2 separate regions of the Columba livia genome follow, and region 2 is linked to region 1. A link is a contact called in public Hi-C data. All regions are on one chromosome and are shown on one strand. Each heading gives the region's core, a stretch centred on a gene start, on an enhancer-like site or on the middle of the called end of the contact. The rest is flanking DNA. Distances are from core to core; before and after follow the strand shown.

Region 1 (7,100 bases), core at 3,977-6,476:
AATGTCACACTGGCTTAACTGTGTCCAGAAACAGCCTCCTTGCTTCCTGGGATTTGGCCCATTGCTTCACAGGATTTCAGTGACCAGGGAAATGCAACACAGTTCTCCCAACTGCCAGCACCTTCCTGGTGTGGGGCATGGCAGGACTCGGCTCTGAGCTGTCCCCAAAGCATGGTGGCACTGGCAGCCCAGCTCATGGCGGGGAAATGGAGCAGGGGGTGGGCTGGTGGTCCATGAGGGGCACGGGGCAGTAACAAATCACCCTGGCAGCACCTCGGCACGTGCTAGACCTCAGATGGCTCAGCACACGTAGAGTTCACCTGGGCTTACAAACCTCCTCTGAAAAGCAAGCAAGCTGGAAAGGTGGGTAAGAAGGATGGGTGTGAAGATGGGGAAGAGTGAGTGTGCAGGCAGCAGGAAAGACTCAAGCAAAGGTGGAGAGAGATCCCAGCATACTCTATGACCTGGTCCTTAGTGTCCCATGTATCCTGGGCTGACTTCTACCTTCATTTTGGCATCCCCACTGAGTGCTGCCCATCCTGCCAGCATCCAAGACATGAGGTCCAACTTTGACCTGGCACCTAGAGACGCTCTCCAGGAAGATAAACAGGAGGTTCCTGAAGCTCTGGCAGGCACAAGTGTCTCAGCCAGCAGGAAGCTATCTAAGAGCAGAGAAAAGCTGTGCAGGAGGGACTGCCACTGTTTGAGGGACAAGTGAGGATTAAAAGTACTCAAATACCTTGAAAGTGCTGGCTGTCAGGACTGTCTGGAAACACTGATGTTCTTGCGCCTCCAAAGTAGCCTAAGAGGACTGGGAGAGCTAAGACCCTCCCCAAATCCAGCACAATGACACTACAGGAATATCAGCTAGTGCAGAGGATCCAGCAGTTCATGGGGCCATCAGGAAGGGCTTGACTTACGGTAAGACTGAGACATCCATGATGTTTCCCCTTCATACCGTGGACTGTGGCATCTCAGAACTTTCTTCCCACCGTAACTATGGGGTTTGGGCTGGCTGCTGTACAAATCCAGGCAACTGGTACCTTCTGAGCATGGACACATCCATGGAGAAGAACCACTGGAGACTTCAGGGACATGAAGAACATCCTCCACACACCTCAGCAGGGACTAAGGCATCCATCCTGCTTTGCAGATCCAGGCCATGAGAAATGGCAGAGAGATTATGAGAATAAAACAAAACAAAACAGGCAAATGGGCTATTTGGGAGAAATCAAAGTGCGCTGAGGATAATGGATATGCTGCTCTGAGAAATAATCTTATCAGGGCTTGGAGGTATCAGCTACCAGCAGAGGGAAGTGTCCAGAACAACACATCAACACAATATTTTAAATTTGTCTCTTAAATAAATGATATTTGCTTCCTGTGCTCTCAGTGAGGAAGGGATCTGGCTGAGGGCTCCGGTCCCAGACAGGGAGAACCTGGAAATCAATCTTCTCTGAACATTTTCCTTCCGTCACTTTCCCATAGGGCTCAATTTTTCCTGCTGAAGTGACATGAGAAACAAATGCAGACGGGACCGCTGGACCAGCTGGAGCCAGCGCCTGCAGCAGCAGGTCACAACGCTGCACACAGAGAGGATCCAGCCCTTGGTTTTCTCCCAACCTTACCATAATCACAAACTGAACTGCCTCTCCCCAGACGACGAGGAAACCTGGGCTGATGGGGACCTGTGGCATCAGGAGTGGAGGCACAAGCCTTGCATGGACCTTATAGATTTGGATGGCCCTGAACTGCCCCCGCACTGGTCCCCTTTCCCACCCACCCCTGCTGGCTGGGTGCTCCCAGCTCCATGCTGGCAGCACGGGGTGGCAGGAGCGGAACTGCATGAACCATGGACTGTGACTCCTCTGCCACTGCAAAGCCCTCTAGGGGCTGAGGACTGGCTGCAGCAGGAGCATCTGTGTCACCATGAGTGGCAGCTACCTGCTAGCCTGTTTGTTTGCAGATGACTCATAGGTGATGAGGGTAAAAGGTGATTTTCCACAAATAAGTCATTCCTTTCAAATGCTTTCCTAAAGGCAGACCCAGCTTTCAGGGAGATATTTTGAGGTCTCCTTCCTACTCATCCCCATGAGTGAGTCCCTCACAGTCACTGGTGAATCTCTGTCCCACCAGGTCTGGGGAAGGACAAACTCCTGCTCCTCCCATGAACCCAGAAGCACCAACTGTGAGTGCCAGAGACAAAGCTGGGCTCTCAAACCACGTTCAACACCAAAAGCTCTAGGGTTCCTTAACCAGTGTCCACCTTGCCTATGCAGAGATGCAGAGGTGACCAGGAGCAGCCAAAACCCCCACTGGCCTCAGTACAGGGGAGTCTCCACAGACAAGGCCGTACTTGTTCGCTGGGACTCCAACTCCTCTCAACCACATTTACTGCCTGTAAATCAACTTTCTAGTGATTGCCAACGGCAACGTCAATCTGCCACCCCAGGGGGAACCTCAGGCTGCCCGGAGCCCTTGGGCACGGGGTCCTGCTGCGGGCGGGCTCCCCGAGTGACCCGGCAGAGCACGGCACGGTGTGGACATCCAGCTCCCATCCGGCTAATTCAATAAGTCACAGATACCATGACTTCATAAGGCAGAGAGGCTCCACAGCTATTAGGGGAATTGGGAGCGGGGGGAGGAGGAGCTGAAATGGAGAAGGGATGGAGACGGGGAGGGTGGAAAGGGGGAAGCTAAGACAAGCAGCAGAACAAAACATCCCATAAATCATGAGGAGCTGCTGAAATACCAGAACAAATGACCCCATAGCTTGGCCATTGTTCCCGAGCGAGGGCTTAAAGCGCTCCCAGTCGAGACAAAGCGCCTCGCATTTCGTTTCAACACTGTGCCGGCCCGTCCAGGACCTGTGCTCAGCACAGCCGAGCTGGGGGTGGCTGCATTTCACCCTGGATGGATGTCCAGGACCAGTGGGATGGGGGAGGCGATGCTCTCGGCAGGGCTGGCTGCCCCACACCACAGCCCGTGCAGACGTGGTGCCCACATCTCAGCCTGCCCAGAGCATCTCTTGGCTCCCCGATGCCCACACACCTCCGAGGCTCTGGCACTATTCACCTTCACTGGAAAGCTCAGGGTCTGTTTTTCCCTTTTTCCTCACTCAGACTAAGAGCTTCCTCAGCTGGGAAGAGAAGGGACTCCAATACTCAGAAGAGTAAGACAGCTCGAGTAGGGCTGCAAAACCCAGAGCAGCTCTGAGCACTCTGTCTTTGCAGTGCTGCTCCTTTCCACTTCCCAAAACACTGCTGACAATTCACTTTGTGCTGGCTTTCCCCAGCAAACAGACGACCGTCAAGCAAAGAGTCCTACATGGCCACAGATTACTGCGATGGGAACAGCACCAGGCGCTCCTCGAACTTTGCAGTAGCAGCCCCTCCAGTGCACTGGCTGGGGAACAGACGGACGGATCAGCCGGCAACTCAGCACCTCCCACGGGCTCTGCAGCCCTGGGACCGTGGCACTCGGGTGCCAGAACGCGAGGAGCCTGCCGATGGGGACAGGTCACCCACGCCGCCTGCCCGTGTCAGCCAAGAACAGCTATGGAAGGAGGCCGAGCAATGCCAGGCACCTCCATGGCATGGATTTCATGCCTCAGCACAGCAATTTAAGGAGAATTTCCACACCACACAAGACCATCTAAACTCACAGAGGAAATATTATTGCACTATAAATGTTTAAACAACTTTCATAAACACACTTCCATTAAAAACCTTTTGCTTTATAACCAAACCCAAAACACCTACAGAGTGCAGCAGCAGTCACGTTTGTCGCCTCTGCCAGCCCGATGGTGCCAGCACAGTTTCTGTGCCTTGCTGTAGCTCCTGCCCCATGGCATTGTGGTCCTATCACAGAGGGATGCCTGCCAGCCCTTACACCCAGCCCTGGTGCTGGGACATGCTGGGAAAACCACTCCACACCTTCCCATCCGGGTGGGCATGGTCTGCACTGGGGCAGGCATGCCCCTGCGCATCCCCCTCCTCGGCAGTGGGGAAGTGAGGAGTTGATATTCAGCAACATGCCAGGGGTCAGGCAGCAAAACAAGACACAGGCAAGACTGAACGCGAGCCGGCTGGCTTCGTCCCCATGTGTCTAACCACCGGACGACATGCTCCTGCCAGTGTTGCTTTAACAGCTTGTGGTGGGCAGCCAAGGAGCAGAACCGAGATAAGGGGATGGGGGAAGCGAGGAATGCACTGCATTCTTCCCGAGCCACCATGGGAATAGGCTATTTCGACCATGGATTGCAGGAAAGCTGTCTGACATGAAAATCTCGAGGGGCCCAAATAGAAAAGGCAGCAAGTAGAAGCAAACATCCAAGAAGAAAATACAGAGGAAAATCAAGGTGGGCAACAAGAGGTGAGTATGGGAAAAGGAGTGTGAGAGGAAGAGGAGCAGAGGAACAAATAGAATAAAACCAGAGCAATAAGAAGGGAAGGGAAGGGAAGGGAAGGGAAGGGAAGGGAAGGGAAGGGAAGGGAAGGGAAGGGAAGGGAAGGGAAGGGAAGGGAAGGGAAGGGAAGGGAAGGGAAGGGAAGGGAAGGGAAGGGAAGGGAAGGGAAGGGAAGGGAAGGGAAGGGAAGGGAAGGGAAGGGAAGGGAAGGGAAGGGAAGGGAAGGGAAGGGAAGGGAAGGGAAGGGAAGGGAAGGGAAGGGAAGGGAAGGGAAGGGAAGGGAAGGGAAGGGAAGAAACACAGGGATGTCAGGAGGACAAACCTGCCAGGGTGGAACTCCTGATGAGCACCAGAGCTGGAAGGATGCGAGAGGGCACACAGGCTCACAGGCTCCACGCAGGCAAGTGTAAACTAGCAGATTGCAGACCTTTTATTGGGTTAAGATTTGATTAAGAGGAAAGACAAATGTGGATCATTTCTCAGGTAACACGCACAAGACGAGAGGAAGCTCTTTGCCTTGATTCACCCTAAGGGGGGAGAAAAGGGATTGCTAGTGTTTTGCGGTTGCTGTAGGGACGGTAAGAGGTCTCTGCAAGAGCCATCAGCTTTCACCTTCTTCACTCCAACAGCAGAAGGTGGTGAGCTTCAAATAAAGAGTGCTTTTGTCTTGCACACCTTCATGCTTAGGCTTTGGAGCTAGATTAGTATCACAGAGCAGCAGAAAGCAGAGTTTTAATCAATTGGACCCAAAATGCTTCCTTGCCTCAATTGCCAGTTTCTGCCCTTTATTTGGGCTCAAGCTCCCCTGGTACCCCACAGGCCTGCACCGTCCAGCAAAGAGGACAAGAAAGGGAATCAGCAAACCTAAATAAAGCCAGACAGGAGCAGCCCCCAGGTTTCTCCCTCAAGCTTGGGAAAGTCTCGTGCTGCCCCACTCCCCACGGTGCTTCTCTCTGGGCACCTCCTGGCAGCAACACCCCGGCTCCTGGGGGCACCGGACTGAGGTGATACAGCACATTCACGGGCCCTAACACTGGGGACTTTGTAGCACTGACTTCTTAAAAAAATAGCCTAAAAAAAGCCTAATAATGAAGTATTTATTTCAGTAAACAACATATGAATGAAAGAAGTGTTTTCTCAATACTTCACTTTTTCCCTGCCTTCTCTCCCTTCCCCCCAGCAATTTTTTTTTAATAAGTGGAACTAACGAGGCTCCGCTCACTGTTGGTTGCGCTTGGGAGCAGGACCGTGCTCCATTCGCCTGGTGCAGCACATAAACACGTGCTGTGCAGATAAAGCCTGCCTTGTGCCCATGGAGAAATGCAGCACACGAGCACATCCCACCCGGAGAGCAGGGGAGATGTGCTCTGACAGATGCAGGGACTGCAAGACCTGTGACAGGAGCATCCCTGCACTTTTGGGTAGGCAGCGTGGGACATTCAGCACCTTATTTATTGTGGCAGCAAATAACTGCATCTTGTGTCCCAGAGAGCTGCCATCGCCCAGGGACTCTGCCCCACAGGGCTTCGAGGTGTCCTCATGGACAGGGAGCAAGGCCAAGGGGACATGAAGTGATCTGTTGTTCCCACCCTACCTGGCAGTGCTCAGTGTTAGGCAGACACTGTGACACTGTACATCTCCTTCTTGGTTACCCCAGTTCCATCCAGTCCCACCTAAGCACCTGAGAATGATGAAAAACTGGCTCAGCTTGCCCTGCGTGGGGATGAGATGTAAGGATGCTTTTGCTATGGCAGAGACACTGACAGTGTTTTTGTAGGAATTTCAGGGAGAAAACATTAATCCTTCCACCAGACTGACACCCAGCTTTTCAAAGCAATGGGCACTGATGATTTTGTGCCTATAATCTCTGCCTCCTCCTTGGCAACAGGTAACGGCAGGTCCACAAGCTGTTCCTTGCCTTCAGGCCTTGGGATTCAGATGGGCAGGATTCCCAGAAGCTCCTGATTTAGGAAAACACAGTCCATTGCTATTGTATCCCCCTCCTACCCACATGGGATCAGCTGAACTCCCTATCATACACTGTGTGTTCACCCTCTGCACAGAGGCAGGTAAAACGACGCATCGTTGACCTTGGGTTAAGCTTATAAATACATACAGATTTGATGCATGCAGATATTTGCTCTGGAAGCCAAACGAGGCTTCTGTGTATTTGCAAAGGCACGAGCCATGCTTCCCTTGCCTGCTGCCCAGGAGCTCAGGTGCAAGGCATGGGGCGAGCAGGGGCAGTGACACCCGTAGCTCCGAAGGCCCTTCCCCTGTGTGCAGCACAGCGGTTTGGAGCAACTAGCTGAGGGTAATGATCCTGCTATGCTGATCACAGATCCCTGAAGATGTATCAGGTAAGGGAAGAACTAATGTTTCAAACCAGGGAAAAGACCAGATGCCCCCTTTGCAGGATGCGGCTGCAGAGGAGGCTGGTGCTTGCATGGGAAAAGCTGCCGAGTGCCTCTCTGAGGGCAAGCGTGCACGTGTGGACCAGGCACACGAACCACCGGCACATGTGAAAATCTGCCAGCAGCATGTCTGTCCTGCGGGGACGCAGCGCTCCATGCTGGGCGTGCAGGTGGCCCCGCTGCCCTTTGGAAACTGGGCTGTATGCACGTCAAACCAGTAACATTCCTGCACTGCAACACCACAGCCAGCACAGCTCCTGGGTTGTCCTCCTAACTGC
Region 2 (7,033 bases), core at 4,052-6,551, 190 kb before region 1:
CCAGGCTGTGGAGCTGGGTGTTGGATTTGCATCAGCGCTGGCTGGAGCAGCGGCAGGGGGTGCTCTTCCCCTGCCCGCAGGCAGGCAGGCAGTGCTGCCTGCCCAAAACACAGCCAGTTCTCTTTACCTTGGCTGGAGCCAGCTGGGAAGTGAAGGGGAGCAAACAGTTCCAGCTTCAGGAGTGGATCTGCTGGAGGTGGCAGGGGAGGCCCATGGAGCCCTAGGAGGAACTCCTGTGCCTTCACCTGGCTCTGCTGTGACCTGGCTGTGGTCAGAGCTGCCACAGTCTGCGGGAACATCCCTGGGGAGGGCTCCTGTGGGGACTGGGACTGATGTGCCCAGGCCACACCACGGTCTGTGGCAGAGGAGAGCTGATCTCAAACCTCCCCAGCCCTGGGGACAAAGCTGGCTGCTGGCAACTGCTGTGTGTTTTGTTTGGCAGGTCCCTCCCTGTCCTCTCTGTTTCTCCCCTGGGATACCAGTAGCTGCATTATCTGTGGAAGATACCTCTGTTCTAATGCATGTGTTTTTCCTCTCTCTGTTTCTGTGTCTGTTCATCCTACACCATGGAGGGGCTGGTGCCTGGCTGCACAGCTAGGGCACCTGTGTGCCCTGCAGAGGGGAGCAGTGCCCTTGTGGGGAGGCTGTGTGTGGTGAAGGTGCTGGGAAAGGCGCTCTTGCTGACCTTTGTTGCTGACTTGCCTTGTGCTGCCACAACTTTCTCCTTGGAAAAGTGCAGACAACATCATGTCCCTGGGTAATGCCATGTGGAAGGAAACCATGAGCCAATATCATCCCAGGTATTTGTGTTCACGGACTGACCTTCCAAACAACCACAATGCTGCCTGCCTATTGCACCTCCTGATCTCACCCTGATGTCTGACCTGAAGCAGCCATCCACATTACCTACCAGTTTCTGCATTTCTTACCTTCACTTCATCCCCTCATAACGTCCCATAGGCTTCTTCTGGAAGCTGTTCCAGGAACCTGGCAATCCCTAGCCCAAATGCCTGATGGCTGCAGTTGCCCAGCCCAGTGCCATGACGTGCACAGGAGCAACACCTCGCAAGCTGGTGGGTACAGCCCCCAACCGGTGTGCATCTGTGCTAGTGCAAGCCCAGAAACTGTAGAGCTTCCACAGCGTTAACAGCACTGCGTCATCATGATGGTCCAGAGCATTTAAAGTTTTATTTCTAGCAACAAGCCTCTTTTCCCCAAAGCATCTGAGATCTGAGGGACACCACTGCTAGATCTGACCTGGATCTTTCCAACTGGGCACATGGCACTGGGAAGGGAGTGTGGGAACCCCATCTGCCCTGAACTGGTGGAGCACGTTAGGCTCTCTGAGGAAGAGACAGACTCCAAGGATGGGGGGATGGAGGAAGGCAGCACAGAGGAGAGAGGAAGGAAACCACCTTAGTGGCACATACAGTGTTGTCCTCACTCTGCCTGCAGCGAGCTGTACTTCAGGCAGGCTGGGTGCAGCTCGGGCTGTCAGCCTGCTTTACCTTGTGCCTGCTAATGGGCATGACCTCGTCTGACCTTCTTCACCATGTTGTGCCTTTGCTGCTTGTCCTGCAGACAGCCAGGTACATCTGCCTGGTGCCTGGGGAGCACCAGCTGCCCCAGCTGGCATTTCCCAGCTGAAAACACACGGAGGGAAGTGATTCACTCAAAGCCACCCAGTGAGTCAATGGCAGAGCTGGGAATAAAGCACAAGTCTTCTCCTGCTCAAACCACTAACTCAGCCAGCTCCTCCAGGGAGGTCGGGTGCGTTTGAGGGGATTGTGAACTATTCTCTCGCCTGCTTCAGCAGCTTCCAAAGAATCAGGGCTGCAGAAATAACTCAGTCCCAGTTCCACAGCAGATGCTCTGCTCCAAGCTGCAATTGTGAGATTGGTTATTTTGAAAAATGACCCCAAGGAGGAGACTGCGGCTCCTGCCAGGATAGAGCACAAGGGTCTTTGCACAGTGGAGAGGGCGGTGAGCAGCGTGCAGAGATCCTGACTCCAGCCCTCATTCGGTTGTAGGCAAATTGAGGTGCCCAGGGACTTCCAGCCACAGCAGCTTAATTATTTACTGCCCTTCGTTTTGCTGCTGTCATGGTGTGTGCTTGTTCACATGGCCTCTGGCTAGGCTGGCTGCAGTGCAAGGGGATGGAGCTGTGCTCTCCAACCTGGCCCGACCTCCGTGTGTCCCATGGCTGGAGCTGGGTGCTGTACAGCAGAGCCAGCAGCCGCAGCATGGCTGGGCACTCCTGCTTGCAGCTTGGGAGGCTTCCCCTCTGAGCACCGAAAGGTGGGAGCTGGCACCTGCTGGGACTGTCAGCTCCCTGGCCAGTGCATGGCAGCTCTGCCGCCCTCTCCTCCCTGCTCTGCTGCCTTGCTGGGATTCGGCTTTCGGAGCAGCTTATCTCTGTTTCCAATGTGCAGGCGTAGCCAAGCCATGCATGTTTCTTGTTTGTTTGTTGTTTCAGTCCTGCTCTCTGCCAGCCCTGGTGACAGGCAGCGCCGGCAGCTGAGCCCACAGCGACCACAGGGGTGGACCTTGCTGGACCTCTCAGCCGTGCTACCGGCACAGACAGGCCAGCCGAAGGTGGCTGCGGTGGCAAGAGGCAACTGTCCCAGAGGAAAGGCTGTTTGTTTACCCTGAGCCACAAGCGTGCTCGTGCCGAGTCCGTGGCGCACAGGCCAAGCCGCAGTGTCTGGCGAGCGACTGTGGGAGGATGGAGTGCGCAAGGCATGGGAGCTGTGGTTTCTGCAGGCAGAGGAGCCGGTGCACAGCTTTGATGGTGGCTTGTAGAAGTGGACCCCAGGTTGGGAAAGTATGGACAGGAAGAGCCCCAACTATCTGCAGCACAGCGAGATTGCTCTGTTTGGTTTTCCAGTGGCTGCCGTGGACATTGATCTCATGCCTGCTCTCACTCCCACTCCACACTGGTGGAGTGGTGTTGGGAACCCAGTGGTTCCTGCTGTGCTGGATGAGGGGCTGGGATGGTCCCTGGAGGTGCTGCCCTCCCAGCTCATCTCTCGAGCAGCGAGCCCAGTGGCTGCAGCCATGTGGATGCCCTACCTGCTCTGTGATCCTGCTCTGCCATCCCAGGGCCCGTCAGGATGGATTGCCTGGCTGTAGATACCACTCTGGCACAGAGACAACCATCACCTCAAATGGCCATCTGAAATAAGCCAACACATGGCTTATTTCTCCCTTTCCCAAAGGAAACCAATGTGCAGCCCATTGCCTGAGGCCGCAGGGGATGCAGTGGTGCTGGGATGGGGACCCTGGAGAGATGCTTACACCAGAGCTGTTCATCTCCAGCTTCCTGGTTTGTCCTTCTTCCTTGGCGGGAGGTCAGACTGTTGTCTGGACTGTGCCCAGGATGATGGGTGGTGGAGTGATGCAAGGGGCTGTGGAGGTCCCAGGAGGGGACAGAGGTTGGTCCTTATGCTGTCCCTGTGCTGTAGGGATGGCGATGGACTCCTCCATCCTGCAGTAACCAGACCCTGGTGCTAGCGGGCTCAGACTGGTCGTCTGTGGCCCAGCACCCTGACCTGCCCCCTGCATCCCTCCAACAGGCGCAGGCATGCTTGGTGCTCAGATGGGGAGATGTGGAGGAGTGTCAGGGTCAGCCTGCCACTGCTCCAGTGCCCGGAGAAAGCTGCTGGGGTGGCTGCAGAGCCAGCGCCCTTGGGGAGGCAAGGTGGTGGATTTCTGCATCCTCTTCTGCACCTCATTAACAATAAGGCATCCCCTGTCACCAGCTCGCCACAGAGCCCTGTGTGGGATCCCACTCCCCGTGGTCTGTGCCGCTCCATTCTCCCCCGGCTGCTGAAAGCACCAGGGAGTTTGCTTACAACCTTGCCAGGCCAGCAGTGAGCTGGGAGGGCTCCAGTTGGCGCGCTGCGGTTAGCCCCAGGCTCAGCAACTCTCTGACACAGGAACCCCAGCGGGAAAATTATTCCCACCCGGGCAAGCAGTCAGAAATCAGGGACAGGCTCTGTTCACTCTCCCTGTGTGCTCTTGGTGTCAGGATATTGTTACTGTCACTGCTTGAATCATGCCGCCTCTGAGAGCTCGGGCAGGGGAAGGGGGAAGGCTGGGGACATTCCTGTCCTGCAGTGCATGTTCTGGGGTAAGGTGAGGGGACTCCAAACTGCCATTACAGCCCCAGCCCTCTGTCTGAGTCTTATCTGCTCTCAGGAGCCACAGTGCAGAACCGGAGTGGAGCAACCACAGAGTCAGCCGGCTTGTCATGTCCCCAGGCACCCACTCAGTGTTGGGTTTGGCTTCTCCTACCAGAGGTGCTGTTGCGGTAGGATGGGATGCAGCAGCTTGCTGGGGTGAATTATCACCCTGCAGGTGCTGATGGCGGCAAGACCGGCACCGTTACGCTTCCCTGACAATCTCTTTATACTGATTTCATGCCTTGGATCTGCCCAAGATCTGCCCTTTTTCTATAGGGAGAATAGCACGCGAGGGGCTCCTCCTCCACCCAGAGACCCTGGCCCACTGCCACCGCCTTCAGAGGCTGTGGCAAAGTCATGCCACACTTTAATTACATCAATTAATTCCTGAATACCAGCCTTACTATGGCATGGGGCAGGACAGGGGGGCCAGGAGCCGGGAGCACAAATGGGCCGTTGTATTGTCCTCCCGTCTCATCGCCTGCCAGGTCCCGCTGGCCTGCCCCTGTGCTCTGAAATGCTTCAGCATCCTCGTGGCTTGCCTGAGGCGCTTGGCTGTAGCTCCCATCCAAGCTGGATGCCCTGGACCCTTTCTGAGGATTCCTTGTACCAGGAGAAAAAGAGCTGGGAGCTGTCGATGTCAGGGAGGGTTTGGGCTCTGTAGGAGTGGGCTGCATCATGCCCATTGCTGGGCCACACTGGGCGTCCCATGGTCTGTGGGTGGGGGACACTTCCCAGGATGCAAAGGTGACTGTGGCCACTCTCAGTGGTGTCTCTGTGAGGCTGCCCAGGACAGCCAGAGGTTACGTTGACCCCGTGGCTCTGTGGGGTGGTGCTTTGCTCCAGTTGACGTCAACTCTGTCCCAGCAGCTGGAGAGTTGTCAGTGTGCTGGGGGAGAGCATGGCCAGCCCTGGTGCTCCCATGGCACCTCCCACCCTCCCACTGCACAGTGCTTTGGCGGTCCGGGGAGTTAATTTGTGAGGTGGCTCCCAAAGCTCTGCTCTTCACTCCCATGGGCCTCCCAAATCCTGTCCCGGGCTGGGCCTTGGTTTCCCTGGTGGGTACAAAGTCCCTTAGTGCCTCCAGGCTGTGCAGGACATGGAGGATGGCCAAGGAATTTGTGCTCATGACTGGTAGATGTGGTCTTCAGCCTGCTGTGAGCAGCCAGGGGACTCTGGGCATTTTGGCTTTCTGGGTCCTGTTTCTCGCTGTGGGATGATGGCATCATACCACCCCAGGGTTCCCCGCAGAGGAGGGCTGTGCTAATGGCAGCGAGGTTGGCGCTGGGCAAAGACCAAGCACTCGATGAAGACCTGGAAAAAGGTTTGTTTGAGCTCCTGGATGTAAATCCTGGAGCTGGTTTGCTGTGAGGCTTGAGATTTGTCCTCCGCAGCCATCCGAGTACCAGGCTGCCCTCCTCCATCATGAACCCAGAAACTGCCCAGAAACACACTAGAAAATATTGCTAGACCCTTGGTGTGCTCCTCCCTTTGTCAGAGTTTGCTGTCAGAAATTGCTCCTCTTGTACCCTCAGATGGCCATCCACCTCCAGGGCCTCAGGCCAGCTGTAGGATCAGCTGGGCAGGGAGGATCCCCACTCTTGTGTCGCTTTGCACCCAGCAGCCCAGTTTATCTTCTAGCCCTGGAGTTGAGGCCACCCCTCGCCTAGGTTAATCCCCTTTTCTCCAAGGACATTTTATCCACAGAAATTTGGAGATTTTCAGCAGCGAGCCGGGGCCATGCTGGGGTGGGGAGCTGGCCCCAGCAGGGTGGGCAGAGCTGCCTGCTGGGTGCTGGTGAGGCAGCACTGCCAAGGCAGCGGCTGCTGGTGGCCCTGATCCCAGCGGGAGCATTTTGAGGAGGCCGTTTATTTCAGCCCATTGTCATGCTATCTGCAGGAGCAGTTTTGTGGGGGGTTTTTGCTCATTACAGTGAGGGCATTCACCAGCGTTTCCCCACCATGAGTCCCCCCATGCTATCACCTCCAGTGCTGTGAGGCACTGGGGGCTCAGGCTGTTGCTGCTGTCCCCCTGCTGCCCCAACCCTAACTCACAGCCCAGCACTATGGTGCTCCTGTGCTCATGTGCCACAGCACTGCTCATGAGCCAAGCTGGCAAATGATTAACGGGTGTGTGAAAGTCAAATGCTCTTTGCGTGGATTGCATGCAGCTGGAACAGAGAGAAGAGAGAGGAAGGAAAGAAAAGGAGAGGAAAAATGAAATGGAAAATGAAAAAGAAAAAAATGAAAAATTAGAAAAAAAGAGGAAAGGTAAGATATAATTAATTAAAAAAGAAAAGGACAAAGAAAAAGTTAAAATAAGGAATGACAAGAGAGAAAAGAAAGACAAAAGAAAAGGAAAGGAAAAGAGTAAATGAGGTCAAAATACCATAGGGAAACAGCCCTGGCCTGTGTGGTGCCATCAGCTGGAAGTGTTTCCTAATGGGACCGTGTGCCTGCAGGGCTGTCTGGAGGAGAAAGCCAGGCTTTACTCCTGCCTTTACATCCAGGTTTCCTCCTGGATGAAGCCTTTGGGATAAAAAATGATCAGAGAGTGGAACAGCTCTGCTCTGTGGAAAGGCAGAGAGAGTTGGGGTTGTTCAGCCTGGAGAAGCGAAGGCTCTTGGGAGACCTTATTGTGGCCTTTCAGTACTTACAAGAAAGATGGGGACAGACTTTTTAGCAGGGCCTGTTGCAATAGGACAAAGGGTGATGGTTTTAAACTAAAAGAGAATAGATTCAAAGTAGATACAAGGAAGAAATTCTTTACACTGAGGGTGGTGAGACCCTGGCCCTGGTTGCCCCAAGAGGTGGTGGATGCCCCATCCCTGGAGACATCCCAGGCCAGGC

What was found. A called contact is a pair of places that touch in the nucleus more often than the background predicts.
Region 2: a Hi-C map of crop shows a contact between it and region 1, with 2.1 times the contacts expected there. The contact joins two enhancer-like sites. A contact is called at or near these places in 2 of 2 Hi-C or Micro-C datasets (crop and liver).

The regions. Positions count from the first base shown.
Region 1 is chr15:8,937,562-8,944,661 of bColLiv1.pat.W.v2, reverse strand. The region is part of intron 6 of LOC102083672 (ankyrin repeat and fibronectin type-III domain-containing protein 1); the gene reads right to left. Among named protein-coding and RNA genes, the nearest start is that of NTN3, 94 kb to the left of the region's middle. Within about 2 kb of position 5,226, at least 1 of the 3 cell types and tissues checked has an H3K27ac peak away from gene starts, as active enhancers do.
Region 2 is chr15:9,125,734-9,132,766 of bColLiv1.pat.W.v2, reverse strand. The region is part of intron 2 of LOC110360972 (a long non-coding RNA gene); the gene reads left to right. Among named protein-coding and RNA genes, the nearest start is that of TBC1D24, 22 kb to the left of the region's middle. Within about 2 kb of position 5,301, at least 1 of the 3 cell types and tissues checked has an H3K27ac peak away from gene starts, as active enhancers do.